Linked DNA regions of Gossypium hirsutum: regions 1 and 3 are each linked to region 2. The links are chromatin contacts, called in public Hi-C maps. All regions are on one chromosome and are shown on one strand. The core of a region is the stretch at or near the end of the contact, and the rest is flanking DNA. Distances in the headings are between cores, read along the strand shown.

What was found. A called contact is a pair of places that touch in the nucleus more often than the background predicts.
Region 1: a Hi-C map of leaf shows a contact between it and region 2, with 2.5 times the contacts expected there. The contact joins the promoter of LOC107918439 here to the promoter of LOC107920254 in region 2. A contact is called at or near these places in 8 of 34 Hi-C or Micro-C datasets (anther, callus, hypocotyl and 1 more).
Region 3: a Hi-C map of leaf shows a contact between it and region 2, with 2.1 times the contacts expected there. The contact joins the promoter of LOC107919814 here to the promoter of LOC107920254 in region 2. A contact is called at or near these places in 2 of 34 Hi-C or Micro-C datasets (both in leaf).

The regions. Positions count from the first base shown.
Region 1 is chrD13:27,656,619-27,659,318 of Gossypium_hirsutum_v2.1, forward strand. It overlaps LOC107918439 (protein FAR-RED-ELONGATED HYPOCOTYL 1-LIKE), which reads left to right and starts at 1,374. Exons shown (of 3, transcript XM_016848004.2): 1 at 1,374-1,528; 2 at 2,628-2,700. The coding sequence starts at 1,485.
Region 2 is chrD13:27,123,707-27,126,406 of Gossypium_hirsutum_v2.1, forward strand. It overlaps LOC107920254 (protein SLOW GREEN 1, chloroplastic), which reads right to left and starts at 1,402. Exons shown (of 1, transcript XM_041108566.1): 1 at 1-1,402. The coding sequence starts at 1,142. The coding sequence ends at 111.
Region 3 is chrD13:27,928,040-27,930,739 of Gossypium_hirsutum_v2.1, forward strand. It overlaps LOC107919814 (E3 ubiquitin-protein ligase PRT6), which reads left to right and starts at 1,276. Exons shown (of 17, transcript XM_016849187.2): 1 at 1,276-1,825; 2 at 1,993-2,700. The coding sequence starts at 1,772.

The sequences.
Region 1 (2,700 bases), core at 124-2,623, 530 kb after region 2:
CAATTTTTGAGTGTAAGTTGATGCCAAATTGGGTGAGAAATATGGCTTGTAAAATGGCCTATTTTCATTCACATGGGCAGAGACACGAGCGTGTGTCTCAGCCATGTGTGACACACGACCATATGTCCCTTGTAGTTTTCAAAGGGTTGCAAGTCAGGCTGTTACATGGCTTAGCACATGGCCTGGCACACGGGCATGTGGGGTTACTTCGAAGTGTACACGGCCTAGCACACGGGCGTGTGGCTTGGTCGTGTGACCAAGTCTAAGAGTTACATGGGTACGGACACGGGCTGGGACACGACTGTGTGTCCCTATTTCGAATGCCCACATGGCCTGGCCACACGGCCGTGTGACCCATGCAGAGTTAAAAATTTTTACTATTATCTGAAAAATTCTCTGAGTTTTCAATTTAGTCCCGACTTGTTTCTAACACGTATTTTGGGTCTGAAGGGCTCGTATAAGGGACAATATGTATATTTTGAATTGATTTTAATGTATTTATTGATATGTTTTGAAATGTTTGAAATTCTGTTCATTTGTATTGTAAACTCCGATAATACTCCGTAACCCTATTTCGGCGACAGATACGGGTTAAGGGTGTTACACCCGACCTGAAAAATAAGCTTAAAATTCTATCGACACTCAACCTTGATTGAAAATACTAAACCCGAGCCTGATCTGGCCTGCTCGTGTTAATTTTTAGATTATTTTTATATAAAAATAAAGTTGAAAGTTATAATACATCAAATACACTAAAAACATTAAAATAAATATTTCCCAACAAAATAAAAATATATTAAAAAATTATTATACTTAAATAACACTAAGATAACTGCAACTTAGGTAACAAATATCTCTAAAATTGTCGTAAGATTAACAATAAAACAAGAGTTTTACATTATCTAAATAATAACAAAAAAATAGAAATAATATAATAATAAAATAACAGTAAAACAATAAAAAATACAACAAAATAGCAAAAAAAATGTTTAGACTAATTCAGATCGAATTGAACCCTTAATAAAAAAATCTTACTGAAAATCCAATTCATTTTTCGAATTTTTATTTTTATTTTTATTTATATTGTCTCACTTTTCTACTAAACATTCAGAATTTAAGAATCAGCAGGTAAAGAGTAATAACTTGAATAGTGGGATCTCTATGTACCGAAACATCTCGCAAACTACGAGAAACTCACGTGGCCACAGCATGGTCCTTACTGAGTTATCATCTCACGCGCTCCCTCAAAACACGAAACAAACGCTTCAACAATTAACATGAACAAAAACAACGTGTTAACACGTTATTGGTTACAGTAGTGCCACGCTCACATACCGAGGATCGATGAAAATTTCAACTTTATGAGAAGTGAAAAAATGGCGGATTTATTATCGGATATCCACAAACGAGGAGAAAAAGGTAGTCCTTTAGTTAAAGTTTCCTCCTTTAGCCTCAACTGAGAGTCGAAGATTTTCCGGCAGAAAATGGAAACAAATAATGAAACCAGCAACCCATCTCAGATTAAGAGGTTCCGTTTCTGGGTCTTTAATTTCTTACCTGCTTTGATTGCATGTACTTTGTAGTTTATTCTCTTGGAATCATGGAATCTTTTTTCGATATCAACATCCCTTGCGACTTGTTTTTCTATGTTAGTGGATCAGCTAACATTTTTACTAATTTAAGAGGATTTTGTGTGTGGGTGTTAGTTTTTTTTTGGTACATATTGTGGGCGTTAGTTAATATATCTAATCTGATCCTTTGCTGTTTAGTAGTTCTGCAACTGTCGTTTACCATCTGTGCTTCTCTTTGCTTAGTGGGGTTCTTTTACTTCTACCCTTTTAGCTTCACAGTATATATTTTGAGGGAAATTTTTACAAATTATGGTAATGAATATTCTCTGTTTCACTTGCTATTTTCAGATGTGAAAGAAAGAACCTTTTATAAACTTACATAATACTTATTTAAGGTCATGGTTGATGTCAATTATTCATTTTTGTTCATTGCTTTTTAATGGCATTAGGAGGTACCGTACACCATTCACTTTGCTGCTGTACATAAATGATATGATCCTCTATACCATAAAGTCCTCACTAATTCAGCAAAGCTCGAACTTGTTGAAGCCTTTAACTTGAAGTTTCAAGACCTAACCATATGGGACAAATTAACAATTTTCATAATTGAGAAAATTACTATTAATTCCTTGATATTGTCATTTACGCTTGTGCTAATCATTTATAGGCCCCTCAAGGTTTTGTTACCTTTAGATGTATCTCCACATATTTAAACTCGCATCTTCACATGCAAAAGAATGCACTCTACAAAATGGATACCAAGACTCGAAGAGAACAATTCCTATTTGTGTCTCAGAACATGGCCCAGCAAGTCGAGTCATGACATATATTATATCGGATTTTAGGTACCTTGTTGATCTCGTTTAAAACCTTGAACCAATAATGATCAATGGCCTAGCCATCTTGGATGCTTTTGTTTGTTATAACATTCAATCAGCATATTAGAAAGAAATCGATCTTCTAAGTAGGTTACCTTCCCTCCTCTTCATTTTGGAGATATATATATATATAGCTACTCCCTCTTTAACTTATTCCCAATTCTATTATCATTTTCAGCTTTCTCGAGAAGTCGATCAACATTGTTGATTTGAACAAAAAAAGGAAATTAGAGCCTGAACAATTGGGCTTG
Region 2 (2,700 bases), core at 152-2,651:
AGGTAACTAAAAAGGGGGAAAAAACCAAGTGACTGTTTAAAAATATAACAAAAAAGGGCACCTTTTTGTAAAAACCATCATTCAAGCAAAGCAAATGTGCCTCAACTCTTTCAAGCGCCTTCCCTCTCAGCCCTTCCAGAGAAAAGCTTTGTGGCCACCATGTTATCAACAAAGTACTCTCTATAAGGGTGATTCCTAGGAACAAGTTTCTTAACCTTTTCAAAATGCTTCTCAGCCTCATCTTTCTTCTTCATTAAAGAGTAAATAATTCCCATACACAAATATGGCCTAAAATCCCTTGGTTCTTCCTTAACTAAACCCTCATAAACCTTCAAAGCTTCCAAATGGTCCCCTTCAATCACCCGAATTTGTGCAATTAATAACTTAAAATCTCTAAAATCTTTGTTTTTCTTCTCTTTCTTGCACTTCTCCATCGCCCCTTCAATTCTTTTTTCCAGCTCTTTCAACTTTTGACCCGACTCCGAATAAGCCATTACAAGGCCGTGAAAAGCCTCGACACGAACTGGGTCTTTAGCTAATATCTCTTCGAACTCGTTCTTGGCTAGCTCGAAATCGCCACTGTAGCTATGAATTTGGGCTCTTAACATTGGCCATTCGGTGTCTTCGGGCTCGAGCTGAATCAAACGGTCGATAACTTCCATAGCTTGTGGGAGTTTTCTTGATTTGATTCGGACCTCCATGAGTGACTGTAGAGCTTCAACGTCATTTGGGTACTGAGTCAAGTGTTCCTCAATGGTTTTCTCTTGATCTTCTAAGGAGACATTCGAGTCCGTTGAGGCAGGCTCTACCGTGGGTGTTAACGTTGGGGTGGCGGCGAGGGCGGGTTTCTGGTGGAAGCGCATGAACAGGAGTGCGGCGGCGGCAGTTATGGTAATGCAAGTGGTTTTGAGTAGAGGGGCTAGCGTTTGGAGGAGGGAAGGTTTGGGGGTTTGATGGAGCGGAACTGATGAAGATGATGAGGAAGATGAAGCTCTGATGGAGGTTAATTTGAACGGTGACGATGACGATGAAGGCCTGAAAGACACAGAAGATGATATGGGTTTAGCAAATGACGGACGGTGGTGATTGAAAGAGAGATGCAGAGGTTGAAGACGGCAGTGTAGTTTAGTAAGAGACTCCATTTCTTAGTGAAAAAGAGAAGGCTTTGTGCTTTTTTATTTCTCTAAAACCCTGATTGAAGATAAAGCAGAGAAGTTCGAAGCCCCTCAATCACTGAGGATTCCAGAATTTGCGGTTTCTTGTTCTAAATGGCCGCGTTCATTTGGTTGGACGTGAAATTGAAGCCCGATAAGCATAAAATTAACCCTCCCTCAAGTTTGTAAAATACATTTAAGGCCATTGTACCAATAAGCAAGTGTTTCAAGCCCAAAGCAATAATGAATAGACAGTTATAAATAAACTATATTAATTTACCAAAATTAAAATTAAAAGTTATAAATAAACTTTTCGAGTTAAACCAAAATTTAGCAAATTTGAGTATTAGATTATAAATTTGGGAATAATCTATATTAAATTTTAAAAGATAAATATAATTTATATATAAAAATTATATTATATTAATTCCTTAAAAATATTTAAAATTTAAAATTTATATATCATAATATTAACAATGGCTACCATAAATTATTTTATTATATTTGTTCTATAATTTAAGTCTAATATTTGTTAATATCGAAATAATAATAAAATGGCACCATAGTAATAATAATAACACGTGAAAAATAAGAATGCTTTACATTTGAGTCGGTTATAATTTTTTATTAAAATTGAAGATTACATATTTCATATATTATAACATTAACAAATTTAATGTATTCCATATCATATCATATCATATCATATCATATCACATATATTTAATATAATAAGGTACATAAATTACGTTTGCGACAAGTGGCACATCTATAATTTTTTATTTAATATTTTGTTATCCTTGAAATTAGACTTTTTTTCAAAATTTTTATCAATGTAATTTCTAGATTATGTTTTAAAAATATTACAAAAGGTCATTAAATATATTTGATTATATTTTTAGGCTTGCTTTTATTTTATTTTTGAATAAAAAATTATTTTTCTTATGGTAAAATTAAGTATCCTATATATATTTAATATAACAACATGCATACACTACATTTAGGACAAGTGGCGCATCTAAAATTTTTTATTCAAGTTTTATAGTTTTTCTCTTTTATTTAAATATTTTTTATCCATTAGATTCAATTTTTCAAAATCTTTATTATCATAATTTTTAGGATTACGTTTTAAAAATAATACAAAAAGTAATTTACATTTAAATAAATATTATTATATTTTCAGAATTACTTTACTTTTTTGAATAAAAAATTATTTATCTTATGTTAACATTAATTATCCTAATTTTACGTGAAATAAGTAAAAAAAAACTAATTCTTTTAAGCTAAACCAAAAATAATAATTTTAAAATATTATAGAAATAAATAAATAATTAATATTAATTAAGAAAATTTTGAAATAATAAAATTAAATATAATAATTTGGATAATTATTATATTTAATGATTAAATTTTATTATAATTTTAATTAGATAATCAGATGTTTTAAAATTTATATTAATATTTAATTAAATAAGAATTTTAATTAAATAATAAACCATTTTATTTAATTTAAATATTATCTATAATATTATTTATTTTAAAATAT
Region 3 (2,700 bases), core at 26-2,525, 800 kb after region 2:
TCTCAAGTGAATAATCCGTACGCACAGGAATAAAATGTGCAGATTTAGTCAAACGATCAACAACAACCTAAATGGTATCTTTCTTTCTTGGAGATAACAGTAACCCTGACACAGAATCCATGGTAATTCGTTCCCACTTCCGCTTTGAAATCATAACATGCTGTAGCAATCCCAAAGGTACCTGATATTCGACTTTAACTTTCTGTTTCTCTTCGTTTGAATTCAAGTGCTCTTGTTAAATGGTCTCTTCCACCTTCGAACATGGTTAAGGTAAATGCGGACGTGAGTTTTATCCTTGCACAAAGGAAATCATGTTCATGAGTTATTATTCGGGATGAATTGGGCCAAATTTTGAGAGCATGCAACCGACTTACATGTTCGGTATGGTTGGCATTTGCTGCTGAAGCACTGGCAATTGTCCACGGTCTCCGATTTCCTTGCGAGATGGGTTTCCATTCAATAGTTTAGAAGGGGATTCTAGAGCTATCATCAAGAAATTAGTTGATATAGTAGAGGATCTATCGGAGATTAGTGCATTAACCTGGGAAGCTAAGGAGCTTCCTAAAGCACTCCGCGCTTGTCACTTTTAGTTTGTGGGTAGATCTGGGAATAGGGTCACGTATGTAATGGCTCATGATGGGTTACAGAGAGGCGAGGATCGGTTTTGGGTGGAGGAAGCTCCTGATTTGGTTGTTCTGGCTGCTGATGAATATTGTTGCCTCGTAGACCCCCTTAATTTTTGAAGGCGTCTGTCCTTTGGGCTTCTTATTCAACTTTTGCCCCGTGTTTGGCTGTTTGGTTTTCCAATAAAGTGACCGATTTTTCATAAAAAAATATACTAAATATTATAAATTTTTAAAATGTTTTTGTAAATTGTGAATTAGAATTACTTTAAAGTAATATATATTCATATGAAATATATTTACATACCGAAAAATAAATTGAAAGATTGAATTTGTTATTAGGCCAATAAATAAAGCCCATGTTAGACTTCGATTACTGAGTTAACGAAATTAATGGAAGAGTGGTTAAAATATTTAATTTTGAAAAATTTCGTGATTAAATTGAAAAGAATAATAGTTGGGTGTTAAAAACATAACCCAGTGTACAATTATGTGACTATTCTTGCAGTTACTCCAAGTCTAGATGGGTGGAATATTCTAAACCCAGCAAAGCCGAAGGGAGGCAGGCAATCCATTGTCACAAAGGCCATTAAAGACCGGGTTTCTTAGCCCACATATAAGACAGGGATGGATCGGTTTTACCGTCCACCAAGTCCAAAATCCAACACTAGAAGGAAAATAAAAAAGGGTTAATCTTTCTGACGGAAGACATCAATAAAGGTTTTTAAGCAACAATGAAGCTTTTAGAAGTGAGATTGTTATTATAATTATTATCCAAATAGAGGACAGCAAGAACACGCTATCTCTCAGATTATTCCAGGCAATCTTGAACCACCGCCTTGAAGGAAGACCAGTTAAGCCAAGAGTGAGAGATTATTATTTACATAAATACTGAATTAATATATTGTATGTATAAATATGAGGAATACCGATGGGTCTGTTCGCATCAATGCTATGCCCATAGTGAACGACTGACTGGGAATTTTCTGCAATTCAGGACTTGATAATTTCCTTTGGGTAATTTCAAATTTGATAAAATAAAATCCATTGAAGTAAACCTGGGGAGTGAAGAAGGCTCCAGATTACGGCCGTGCTTGTATTGCGCTGATTGGCTGCTCCGTTACTGGCATTTGATTTTCCGTAATAAAATGGAATCGCCTGCCGATTCTTCGCCGATTAGGCCCCGTGATCGAGTCGTACGGGTATGTTCATTGTTCTTTCTTTTTCCCTCTGATTATTCAATTAGGTGAAAATGTGAAAATGTTGAAGCTTTATTTTATTTTATTATTCTTTTTTTTTCTAATTATACCTTGTGAATTTGTTAATATTGGATTGAATTGCTGAAAAGAACTATTGATTTTGTAATCAGAGGTTAGCTGCTTTAGGGATTCCAATGGAGTACCTTGAGAAGCGTTATGAGGGGATAATTGATTTTGTTAATGGTAATGGATTATTGTTGCCAGAGATAGTTTCCTCACTCTTACCTACAGATGAGGATGTGGCTGAGTCAATACAAGATGCTAGTTTAAGGTCTAAGAAATGGATGTGCCTAAGTATGAAAAATCAATTTCGTGAGAGTATGGTTTGGTTGCAGTGGCTGATGTTTCAGGGTGAACCGACAAACACTTTGAAAAACCTAGAGGACTCGAGTGTTGAACAACGTGGTGTTTGTGGTGCAGTTTGGGGATCGAATGACATTGCATATAGGTGCCGGACGTGTGAGCATGATCCAACTTGTGCTATTTGTGTTCCCTGTTTCCAGAATGGGAATCACAAGGATCATGACTATACGATTATCTATACCGGTGGCGGTTGCTGTGATTGTGGGGATGAAACGGCATGGAAACAGGAGGGGTTCTGCACGAAGCATATAGGTTCTGAACAGATTCGACCACTCGATGATGACTTAGCAAACTCTGTTGGTCCAGTGCTTGATGCACTCTTTATTTGTTGGAAAAACAAGCTATTCGCAGCAGAATGTATATTTCAGGAAAATATGAGAGCAACTGATTGTGGTGCTGAGCAGAGGAAGGCTGCAAATGAGCTTACTTATGTGGTTGTTGAGATGCTTATAGAA